Regions from separate parts of the Sus scrofa genome. Here all the other regions are linked to region 3. A link is a contact called in public HiChIP or PLAC-seq data. All regions are on one chromosome and are shown on one strand. Each heading gives the region's core, a stretch centred on a gene start, on an enhancer-like site or on the middle of the called end of the contact. The rest is flanking DNA. Distances are from core to core; before and after follow the strand shown.

Region 1 (3,627 bases), core at 44-2,543, 170 kb after region 3:
AGGGGGAAAGGGGAGAGAGAAGCATTGCAGGTTGCAGGGGGCGCAGTGCTGGGATGTGCGCCCTCCCCGTGAAGAGATGGGTGAAGACAGGCCCAGTGCTCTTTTTCTGGCGGGGAATTGAGCGGTGCAGCTGCGTCTCATACCAGCTCAGCCGGCGGAGACAGGCCAGGGCTGGGTGACCGCTTCGGATGGGTGAGGGGTGCTCTGCTCTGCACCCCGGACTGGGGCTGGTTTGAGATGCCGTGCCAGGTTGTTGTACCTGGCCTCAGACTTTGCACCGGCGGCCCTAGAAATCAGATTTCCAAGTTTCCATGGTCCAAGTCGCCACCCAGTGATGCCCGAGCGGAGGGTGGTCTTGGCCAGACCCTGGCTGAGCCTGCCCCCTCCCCCCGCCTGCCTTTTTTTTCCTCCCACACCTCTGACCAGTGGAAGGTCCCTGGCCAGGGATCAAACCCGCACCACAGCAGCAACCCGAGCTACTGCAGTGACAATGCCGACCCTTAACCTGCTGCACCAGCGCGGGAACTCCCTGGGGCCATGTCTGGACTCTTGTGATGGACTTCAGGGCCTGCCAGTGGCTCTGAGCAGGGCTGGGGCAGCCGCTTCCCCTCCGAAAGCACCTCTTGCTCCTGCCTCGGGGAAAGGCAGCGAGCCATCCAGTAGCCTGGGAACCATGGGAGGGGTCACCCTGCTGGGCCTGGCGGGCCCGGGCTCTCCCTCCTGTCTCCTGGGGACGCGGGTCACTTTCCTGGAGCTGCCCTCGTGCCTCGTTTCGGGTTTCAGAACTCCGTCGCTGCCGGTTAGACAGCCTGCCCCGGCCTTGTCGGGAGCTGTGGCCTGGAGACACGGGTTTGGAAATCTCTAAATAATTGTTAGTTTGTGGCTTTTGTTTTTAACCTGAAGTCAGAAACTGGCCTTCTTCCAAGGCGGCACGAGGAGTGTCTCCCGCCTCCTGCGAAGCTGTGGACGTGGACGCCGTCACGTCTCTGGTGCCTCACAGGCCCTGTCCCAGGTGGCTGGACGCCCTGGGGGGTGTCGCCTGCAGTTCTAACCTTTGGTTTTTTTCAAGTGGCGTTTTTCTGAAGAGGTGTTCTCACAAATCAGAGTTTCTTTGCAGATAATTAGGAAGCCCATCTGGGTAGCACTCCTGTGCGCCACAAGCGGTTGTTTTCTCTTGTGTAATCAGAGACGGGTGGGTGGGTAACAAAAAGACCTGCCCCTCCCAGCTCCGCAGACACCCCCGGGAGACACCCGATGACTTCATAACAAGGCCGTGAAACCCCGAGGAGGGCCCCACCCAGGAAGTCTGTGGGCTCTTGGGCTTGACATTGCTCTGCTTGGCGTTTCTGGACGACGAACAGGCCGGGCCGGGCCGCTAAGTCGGTCCTTCCTGGGCATGTTGCTCAGCCTGCCGGGCCAGTCCCTAGGATCGGGCAGCCCTGTTTCTTTGTTTCAGCCGCCCTTTCCCTGTTGCAGTGTTGGGCGTCTGGCTGCTGGGGGCCCTGCGGCTCAGAGGAGGAAGCAGGCAGACCTTTCAGAACAACTTGTAGCCGGAGTTTCTAAGCTTCGTTGCCCCTTCGGTCACCTGTGTTCCTCACACAGGCCCCCAGGAGCTAGGACACAAGGCCCTGTGCCACTCGTGCCCCACACTCGTGCAGTCACTAGTCCTAAGCTCTTGGGTGCTACGATCCTGCTCTGCCTTTCAAGAAGGCTCTACCAGCAGTTCTGGAAGGCAGCCCGCAGTCTGGGCGAGGGTTTGTGTCCCCGCCAACTTGCGTGGTGCCACACGCCTTTCTGAGTCCTACTGTAAACATTTTCTGATTGAATCCTCGCAACAAGCCCATTGATTGTGTAACTGAAGATGCTGAGGCTCAGCTCGGCGGAACGATCTGTCCAAGGTCGTGGGGTCGGTGTGGCAGTGCTGCAGGAACTGTCACTCGGAACATTGGTTTGGTCCTGAGAACAGAGAGATGAATGGAGGTGGCCCTGCTCTTGAGGGAGCAGCGGTCTAGTGGGGAGAGCAGACCCAGTCAGCGGGGGCACCACAGTGACGTCAGCTGAGGAGGACGAGGGACCTCTGGAAGTGCCATGTCCTGGGGTGCCTGCCATTGCACAGGACATTCCAAGGGGAGGGACTCTTTGAGGACGTGCCCACAGGTATGAAGGAGCGAAGTTCATGACAAGGGGTCGGTCAGGGTTGGGGCTGGACGGCCTTCCACGTGCGCCCGGCCAAGGCGTCTCTACCCAGTCCTGGGGCCAAGAGGCCGGCATGGAAGACCCGATCGATGTGCTGGTAGCATCGTGGGAGGGGAAAGGCTGAGGCAGAGGCCATGGGAAGCCCATGTAGGAGGAGTTGAGCGAGGCAGGAATCGGTTGGGCTGGGGGCTGGAGAGGACAGGTGGACCTTTGTCGGAAGGCCAGGCGGCGCTGGCACTGTGGAGGAATTGGGCTGGGGGGAAGCTTGGTGGTCCCGCGTGGGGTTCCCGTGTCTGCGCACAGGCACACCCACAGTGCCCACACTGCTCCTGCTGGTCCTGGAGAGGACGCGACCCTTCGTTTGGGGTCATTGATGACTGTGAAGCCCCCACTGGCCCCCTCCGCGTTGCTGCTTGTTCTCTTAGAAAAGCTATCCAGAACTTTGTGAAGTCAGGTTCAGAAGAAGAAAGCTAGAGAAAGGTGTCTCCGGGCCCGAATCCAAGTCCGCCCTGTTCCGCTCTGCAGGACTTTGTGTTCTATGCCCCCCGCCTGCGGATCAACAAGCGGATCCTGCAGCTCTGCATGGGGAACCACGAGCTGTACATGCGCCGCAGGAAGCCCGACACCATCGAGGTGCAGCAGATGAAGGCCCAGGCCCGGGAGGAGAAGCACCAGAAGCAGCTGGAGCGGTGAGCGGGCTGGGCTGGGCAGAGGCGGCGCCTGAGCTGGGGACAACCAGGGACTGGGGTGCAGCTGCCCCTTGGGGGTGGGGCTGGTGGCGGACTGGCTCCAGGCCAGGGCCACCTGTGGGGTGACCAGGCTGCCACGTAGACACCACGCTCCCCTGTAGAGTCTGAGCCTCCTGTGCTGCTTCTTCCCCTCCCGGAAACAGGCAGCAGTTGGAAACGGAGAAGAAACGGAGGGAAACGGTGGAGAGAGAGAAGGAGCAGATGATGCGCGAGAAGGAGGAGCTGATGCTCAGGCTTCAGGACTATGAGGAGAAGACCAGGAAGGCGGAGAGAGGTGGGCCTGCCCGAGCCTCCCTCCGGTGGGGGGCCTGTGATGGGAGGGCGCACTTGCGGCCAGGGACACACACTGCCGTCGAACACCTCCCCAAAGCAGAGACCTGGCGGGGGGCCTGATGAAGTGCTTGTCTGGATTGGGGAGAACTCTGTGCAGGTTCCGGGCTAAATGCTTACCGCGCATTCTCTTCGTGAGGTTCCCATCAGTTCTGTGGGGTGAGGACCAGGTTAGCACCTTGTTCCTGATGAGGACGGTGAAGTTCAGGGAGGTATAGTCGCACAGTCATGAGCGTCCTGGCTGTGCCACACTGTCCCTCTGTCCCTCAAACCCTCCTGAGCAGGGGTTTCTGAGGCCAGCGGCCCAAGGGTGTGCAGCCAGGCCCTGGGCGGGAGGGGGCCGTTTCGCCAC
Region 2 (3,468 bases), core at 546-3,045, 210 kb after region 3:
TCTCACAAAGCATTTCATGTTGATGAAGATATACAAAACATGGGTAAGACCAAAAAAAAAAAAAAATAAAAAATAAGAAAAAAGCATAAGCCCGCTATTCCAGGGTCAACTTTTTGGTGTAACACTTTCAGTTGTTTTATAATGTCTATAACTGTTTTGTTTCTATAAATATGTGCTACTATAACACTATTTTGTTACATTATATCTTCGTTTATCAATATATATTTTCCACATTAATATTCTTCAACATTATTTTTAATAGTTGCAAAGTATTCACCTAAATAAATGTACCATAATTTATTTAATGGTTGCCCTATTTTAGACATTTTTTCCAATTTTTTTTTTTTTTTTTTTTTTTGGTCTTTCAGGGTCGCACCCAAAGCATATGGAGGTTCCCAGGCTAGGGGTCGAATCAGAGCTACAGCTGCCGCCTACACCACGGCCACAGCAATGTCAGATCTGAGCCACCTCTGCGACCTACGCCACAGCTCACTGCAAGGCTGTGAGCCAGGGATCGAACCCACATCCTCATGGATACTAGAGGGGTTCGTTACCACTGAGCCACAACAGGAACTTCCTGTTCCTTTTTTGCATTAAAATTATAAACAATGCTACCGTCAACGTTCACATATACATGCTTTTGGCAACACTCATGATTTTTTTTTTTTGTCTTTTTGCCTTTTCTAGGGCTGCTCCTGAGGCATATGGAGGTTCCCAGGCTAGGGGTTCAATCGGAGCTGTAGCCACTGGCCTAAGCCACAGCCACAGCAATGTGGGATCCAAGCTGCACCTGTGACCCACACCACAGCTCACGGCAATGCCGGATCCTTAACCCACTGAGCGAGGCCAGAGATCGAACCCGCAACCTCATGGTTTCTAGCCGGATTCGTTAACCACTGAGCCATGACGGGAACCCATGCTGATTTTTAAAGACTATTTTCTGTAATAAAATTGTTGAATTTGGAGTTCCCTCATGACTAGAAACCATGAGGTTGTGAGTTCGATCCCTGCCCTTGCTTAGTGGGTTAAGGATCCAGCATTGCCATGAGCTGTGGTGTGGGTTGCAGGTGCGTCTCGATCCCAAGTTGCTGTGGCTCTGGCGGCTACAGCTCGATTGGACCCCTAGTCTGAGAACCTCCATATGCTGCAGAGCGGCCCTAGAAAAAAAGACAAAAAAAAGACAAAAAAAAAAAATTGTTGGATTAAAGAGAACAGGCATTTGAAAGCCTTTGCTATAGGTTGCTAGTTGCCCTCCAGGTCACCGCAGCAGAACACCCCCTGCTCCCTACTGTCCCCAGCACCCACCTGGGTCACGTGTTAAATTTGCTAAAACCCTCCCCAAATAGACTTGCTTTCATTTCCCCCTGATTTAACTCCCCGGGGAGATTGACTGTTTCCATGTATTGCCCATGTGTACTTCTACTTTTGTAAAGGGTACAGCTTTAATAGGGCTTTTTCTAGCCCCAACTTGCTATTTCTCAGAGAATATAGATGTGTCTCAGAAGAGTAGGCAGGCAGCATCTTTGGGCAAGAAACAATACTGGTATTTGCTCTGTGGGAGTTCAGTTCCCTCAAACCAACAGTGCTTCGGTCTAAAGGGAACAGGTCAGGAGTAAATGTGTAATAATTCAAAAATGTAAGGGTCTCCATCAGAGAAGCCTTTAGAAAGAGTGGAGACGGAGCCGGGCTGCATTTGCACTTTTTTTGGAGGAAGTCCCCAGGGTAAGAGACACTCTGAGGGAGAGGAATACACTGTCACCTCCCTTTGCCCCAGCATCCTTCTGACTCAGAGGTTTTTCTGGGTGTGGATCAGCCCCGAGGGAGCAAAGCTGGACCAGGGGGATGGGGCTCAGGGAACTACTCAGTTTAGAGCTCAGCAAATCCCTGGGGCAGGACACAAAGCCTGCGCTCAGACTCACGGGGCCCCTGAGGGGTGAAACAGAGTTCTGCAGTGACCGTGTGACCTTGGCAAGTTGCATAATTGCGATGAACCTCAGTGTTCCCTCTTGCGAAATGGGATAATAGCATCTGTCCACAAGATGAGGGCGGGTGAAGCTCCTAGCTCTGCAGCAGGCTTTCACTAACAGCTCTGCTGAGAATGCAAGCAACCCTTTCACAAATATTTATGGAGTGCCATTTCAGGGGCAGGCCCTGCTCTGGGCACTGGGGAATGACCAATGACAATAAGCAGCAGATAAGCCAATTATCCAGCAGTAGAAGGTGATAAGAACAGAGATAGACATGAGAGCAGGGCAGGGGAGGCAGAGCAGGGCAGGGGGTAGCCTCCTGAGAAGGTGACCTTGGCGCAGAGACTTGGGGGGAGGGAGGGAATGAGCTTGGTGCCGCAGGGGAGGGTCTGGCTATTCCAGGACCGGGGCTGTTGGGTCCTGGGGCAGGTGGGGGCCTCGTGGACCCCTGTGGGGTGGATCAGAGCCCGCCTCCCTGCCTCTTTGTTGGTTTCTGGGCACACAAGACGCAGCCCTGGCCTTGGAGAAGCTTAGAGGCCAGTCCAGTGGGCAGTTTGGGGAAGCTGCCCCTGGGCTCCCTCGGAAGGAAGGTTTTGTCTCACCCTCCAGGGTCAACCTCGCATCGGCTCCCGCTGGCTGGAGTCCCTGGAGCCTGAACATTACCTGGGGTGGAAGCAAACCTTCCATGGGCCATGGGAAAGTTCCCAGAGGCCACTCCTACGCTCTCCCTATCGCACCCACCACAGGTTCGACCCTGGGAGAGAATGTTCTAGAGCCGCCCGTGCTTACTCCCCCCTCAGGGACGGGTCTCCTCAGGGCTCCTCTCACCTTTCTGAACTGTTCTCAGGTATAAACATCACCTGGAAGGTGCTCCGCCAGCTCCAACACAAGCTCTCCCAGGTCCCCAGACTCCCACACCTCGGGGTGTCCGAGAGGCAGAGGGCCAGGGCCCAGCCGGGGGCAATCCCGTCCAGCTCTGGGGGACCCTGCGTCACCCCTGTGTGGCCCTCAGCCGGGTGGGGAGGGTCTCACCCCAGGACTTGGGTGAAGTGAATTTGCACTGGAGTCCTCCACCAGTGTGGACACGCACCCCTGCTTGAGAACCGTGTGGAAACAAGAACCTTCTTCCCAGGAGAGTGCACAGAGACGCACACACAGCGTTTTGGAGGCTGCGGCAGAGAACCTGCGAGAGAGCTCCCGCTGCAGTGCTGCTTTATGCTCAATCAGAGCAGCCAGCCCAGGGCTGCGGACGGAAGCGTAAGGGAGTCAATACGTGATTTTAACTTCTCTAGTAGCCATGTTTTTAAAAGAAATAGGTGAAATTAATAGTGAGTTTTATTACTGTAACATATCCAGAATCTACCATTTCAACATATGTCAACATAAAAGTTATCCGTGATTATTGATGACAGGTGACGAATGGCTACTACATTGGACATCACAGTTCCAGACTGTTAAAGAATCCTTAACAAATGACATACCTTCCTCGAGTTTGAAATTG
Region 3 (3,976 bases), core at 74-2,573:
TTCAGTTTAAAAACAACATTTAAAGAATTTTAGGGAGTTCCCGTCGTGGCGCAGTGGTTAACGAATCCAACTAGGAACCATGAGGTTGCGGGTTCGTCCCTGCCCTTGCTCAGTGGGTTAACGTGAGCTGTGATGTAGGTTGCAGACGCGGCTCAGATCCTGCGTTGCTGTGGCTCTGGCGTAGGCCGGCGGCTACAGCTCCGATTGACCCCTAGCCTGGGAACCTCCCTATGCCGCGGGAGTGGCCCAAGAAATAGCAAAAAGACAAAAAAAAAAAAAAAAAAAAAAGAATTTTAAATTCTTTTTGAAAAGTTTGAAATGTGAATACATTTTTATTATTGTATGCATTTATAATTTTTATAAATTACAATTTTGTTAAACATTTTTATTTTTTGAAATGATCGTATCTTTAACATTTTGGATTATATTGATATTTATATTAACCACTAGATGTCAGTAAACCCCTAAGGTAAAGTCAGCTTGCCTCCAACTTCATACGTAATTTAATGACCATAAAGAGATCTTGGTAGACAGAGTTCAAAAATATTTTGTACACCTTGGAGACTCTAGACTCGCACTGGATATTTTTTTATCTTGCCTAAAGTCGTCGGCCAGCTCTGTAGGGGTGGCAGTGGGCCCCAGCCTGTATCTTAGATGCTTAAAATAGTGTTGCAAGTACCTGACCTTAGTTGTCTTGTGGCACAGTGGATTAAAGATCCAATGTTGTCACTGCAGCGGCTCGTGTCGCTACTGTGCATAGATTCAGTTCCTGGCCCAGAAACTTCCATATATGTGTGCGCGCCCCCCACCTCCCCGCAAAAAAGAAAAGGATATGACCTTGGCTGTCATATTCTCTAGTCTTCTATCCAATACAGGGTCCTCAGGCTATGGCACATAGTGAGTTATAGTGTGCGGTTCTCATTATTAGAAATTTCTTTTATACTGACTAAGTCAAAATCTGTCCCATTATAACTTATGCTTTTTGGCTTATAAGCTGTTACAAAGTGGCATGGTTATGGTGGAGGGAGACAGAATAATTTTATTACTGTATCAGTCTATCCTATACTCCAGTGGTTTTTCTTTTTTTCCAAGTTTTTCTTTTTCCCAATGACGTATCACCACCTTTCCACTATTCCTCATGTGACATAATTTCAGAGCTTTCTCACTCTCCATCCTGGTTACTGCTTCCTTGAAAATCCTACTTGGTCAAAGCCATCTTCACTCATGTCTCCCAGAATTAGGCGTCTGACTGTAGATGAATCTGACTTAGCAAAGAGTGTGATCTGGACATAACCAGCTCACTTCCTCTAAATTCAGATATCTGGAAACCTCATTTTTAGAATATAGAAGAGAGGAAGCCAAAGTGATTTCTGAGTAGTCACAGTGTCACAAGACCCACACCTCTTGCAGCGGACCATGCAAACCATTCTAACATTGCTACACGGATTCGCTGTTTGATTATTAAGCCCGCAGCGTGTTAGAAGTAGTATACTGACAAGGAGAGAGCTGCTGTAGAAAGATGGTGGGCTAACATTTAGAAGAAAAATAAAGGCAGAATAAAAGCAGGAAAAAATAGTTCACAAGGCGCAGAAGTTTAGGGCAAAAATGGAATATTCCACAGAAGGTCTTGAAACATGTTACATTACAGCACAGTACAAAAATTAATGCTTATGGAAGAAGCACTTCTGGAATGGTGGAGTAAGGACTTCTGAAATCAGCTCCTCCATAAAAGCAATGAGAACACAGGCAAAAATTATCCAAAAAATAACATTTTCAGAACTCTGGAAATTAACCAGAGGCTTGCATCAGTGAAGAGCATTTATTTAAGGAAAATGGCTGAATCTCAGAAGAGTGGCATTTAAACTTGGCCTATTCCCATCTCATTCTTCCCAGCTCCACAGTAGCCTTGAAAACCAACAGACTCAAAACCATGGTAACTGAGAAAACCAGCAGCCCATCAGCCACTGGAGGGAGCAGAACATGCTCGGGGCTCCCTGGAAAAGCCACATCTCCAGAAAACTGTCACTGTTTGACCTCTCTGGCAGCTCCCTGGGTAAGCCCTTTAACAGAGCTTATCTTTATTTGATCTGACTAAGAGCTTGCTAAGTGAGGAAAGTCCTAACACCAGGACTTTTGTTTAAAAAAAAAGAAAGAAAGAAAAAAGAATCAGCAGCACTATTCTAATATCACAGCTGCCCTAGGCAAAAATGCCAGTCAGAGAAAGCAGGAGGCTGGCCAAAACCCTTGAAAAGGAAATCTGAGGAATGAGATGTCCATAGGGGGTTTTGAAAAGCTTCAGCATGTTCCTGGGAATCTACATGTAGGGTGCTTTGTAGGGTTGTTTGCAGGCCCAGGAAAGCCCTGGGAAGGCCCTCTTCTCTCACCCCTGGCTGACCTTGAGGAGCTACACAAGCAGGAGTTAGAAGCTAAGTCAGAGTTGTCAACTGCTGAAATATTGAAGGTGTGAGTCCACACACACAGAGCCCCTCGGCACAGGGCGCCTCAGTGGGATTGATCCCAGGAATGCCAGCTTGGTTTAACATTTCAAATTCAATTAATGTAATCTATCACAAAAATAGGCTAAAAATGAAATATCACATGATCATATCAATAGCTGCAGGAAAAGTGTTTGACAAAAGTCAACATCCATTCATGATTTGGAAAAAAACAAAACAAAACAAAAAAATCTCTCAGTAAACTAGGAATGAGGGAAATTCCTCGACTTGGTAAGGAATATTTACCAAAAATACCTGCAGCTGACACCGTGATGAGAAACTAGAAGCTTTTCCACTAAGATTAGGTACAAAGCAAGGATGTCCCCTCTCACCATTCGTTTTCAATATCATACTGAGTCTTAGCTAATACAATAAAAAGAATATAAGTATATGGCTTGACAATGAAGAAATAAAACAGTCTTTATTCACAGATGACCTGATTGTCTATGTAGAAAATCTGAAAGAACAAAAAAAGCCTCCTGAAACAAATAAGTGATTAAAGTAGGGTGACAGGATGCAAGATTAATATACAAAGTTAATTTACTATATATCCTTACTATGTATCAGCAATTAGCAAATGGGATTTAAAATTAAAACAATACTATTAAAATTAGCACCCCTTGTAAGTGAAGATTGGGGGTATAAATCTAACAAAATATGTGTAAGATTTATATGAGGAAAAACACAAAACTCTGATGAACGAAACCAAACTACTCGATGGAGAAACATTTCATGTTAATGAATAGGATGACTCTGTATTGTCAAGATGTCAGTTCTTCCCAACTTGTTCTATAGGATCAGTGCAGTCCCCATCAAGACTCCAGCTTATTTTTTGCAGACGTCAACAAACTGACTCTAAAGTTTGGAAAGTCAAAAGACCCAGAAGAGCCAATACAGCATTGAAGGATAAGAACAAAATTGGTACTATAACATCAAGACTTACTATAAAACTAATCAAGACAATTTGATATTTGTGACAGAACAGATGAATAGATCAATGGAGTAGAATAGAGGGTCCAGAAATAAACCACAAGTATACTCAGCTGATCCCGACAAAGGGCAAAGGCAGTATAATGGAGGAAGAATAGCCTTTTAGCAGATGGTGTTAGAAGAGCCAGATATCCACATGCAAAAAATGATTCTAGACACAGACCTTACGCCCTTCACAAAAGTTAACTCAAAATGGATCACAGGGCTAAATGTAAAATGCAAAACTATAAAGTTATCCTATAATATAGGAGAAAATCTAGTAGCCTTGGGTTTGGTAATAACTTTTTAATGTAACAGCAGAAGCACAATCCATAAGAAAAAGAATGGATGATCTGAACCTCATTAAAATTATTTCTGGTTTGCAAAAAAACACTGTCAAGAGAATGGAAAAGCAAGACATAAGGCTGGGAGAAAATATTTGCAAAAGAGGTCTGATAAAGGACTGATATCCAAAATATAAAAAGAACTCCTAAAACTCAACAGTAAGGCAA

What was found. HiChIP or PLAC-seq counts read pairs in DNA pulled down with a chosen protein or histone mark.
Region 1: a contact with region 3 is called in an H3K27ac HiChIP or PLAC-seq map of alveolar macrophages. The contact joins two enhancer-like sites. A contact is called at or near these places in 2 of 2 datasets of contacts at active chromatin or transcription factors (alveolar macrophages and skeletal muscle).
Region 2: an H3K27ac HiChIP or PLAC-seq map of alveolar macrophages shows a contact between it and region 3. The contact joins two enhancer-like sites. A contact is called at or near these places in 1 of 47 Hi-C or Micro-C datasets (skeletal muscle) and 1 of 2 datasets of contacts at active chromatin or transcription factors (alveolar macrophages).

The regions. Positions count from the first base shown.
Region 1 is chr1:8,445,963-8,449,589 of Sscrofa11.1, forward strand. It overlaps EZR (ezrin), which reads left to right. Exons shown (of 14, transcript XM_013992459.2): 9 at 2,722-2,885; 10 at 3,089-3,219. Among named protein-coding and RNA genes, the nearest start is that of EZR, 44 kb to the left of the region's middle. Within about 2 kb of position 1,294, at least 12 of the 83 cell types and tissues checked have an H3K27ac peak or open chromatin away from gene starts, as enhancers often do. A contact at or near this core is called in alveolar macrophages, where this site is marked.
Region 2 is chr1:8,476,771-8,480,238 of Sscrofa11.1, forward strand. All of the region lies in intron 9 of SYTL3 (synaptotagmin-like protein 3), which reads right to left. Among named protein-coding and RNA genes, the nearest start is that of SYTL3, 68 kb to the right of the region's middle. Within about 2 kb of position 1,796, at least 12 of the 83 cell types and tissues checked have an H3K27ac peak or open chromatin away from gene starts, as enhancers often do. A contact at or near this core is called in alveolar macrophages, where this site is marked.
Region 3 is chr1:8,271,673-8,275,648 of Sscrofa11.1, forward strand. No RefSeq gene overlaps it. Among named protein-coding and RNA genes, the nearest start is that of RSPH3, 30 kb to the left of the region's middle. Within about 2 kb of position 1,324, at least 15 of the 83 cell types and tissues checked have an H3K27ac peak or open chromatin away from gene starts, as enhancers often do. A contact at or near this core is called in alveolar macrophages, where this site is marked.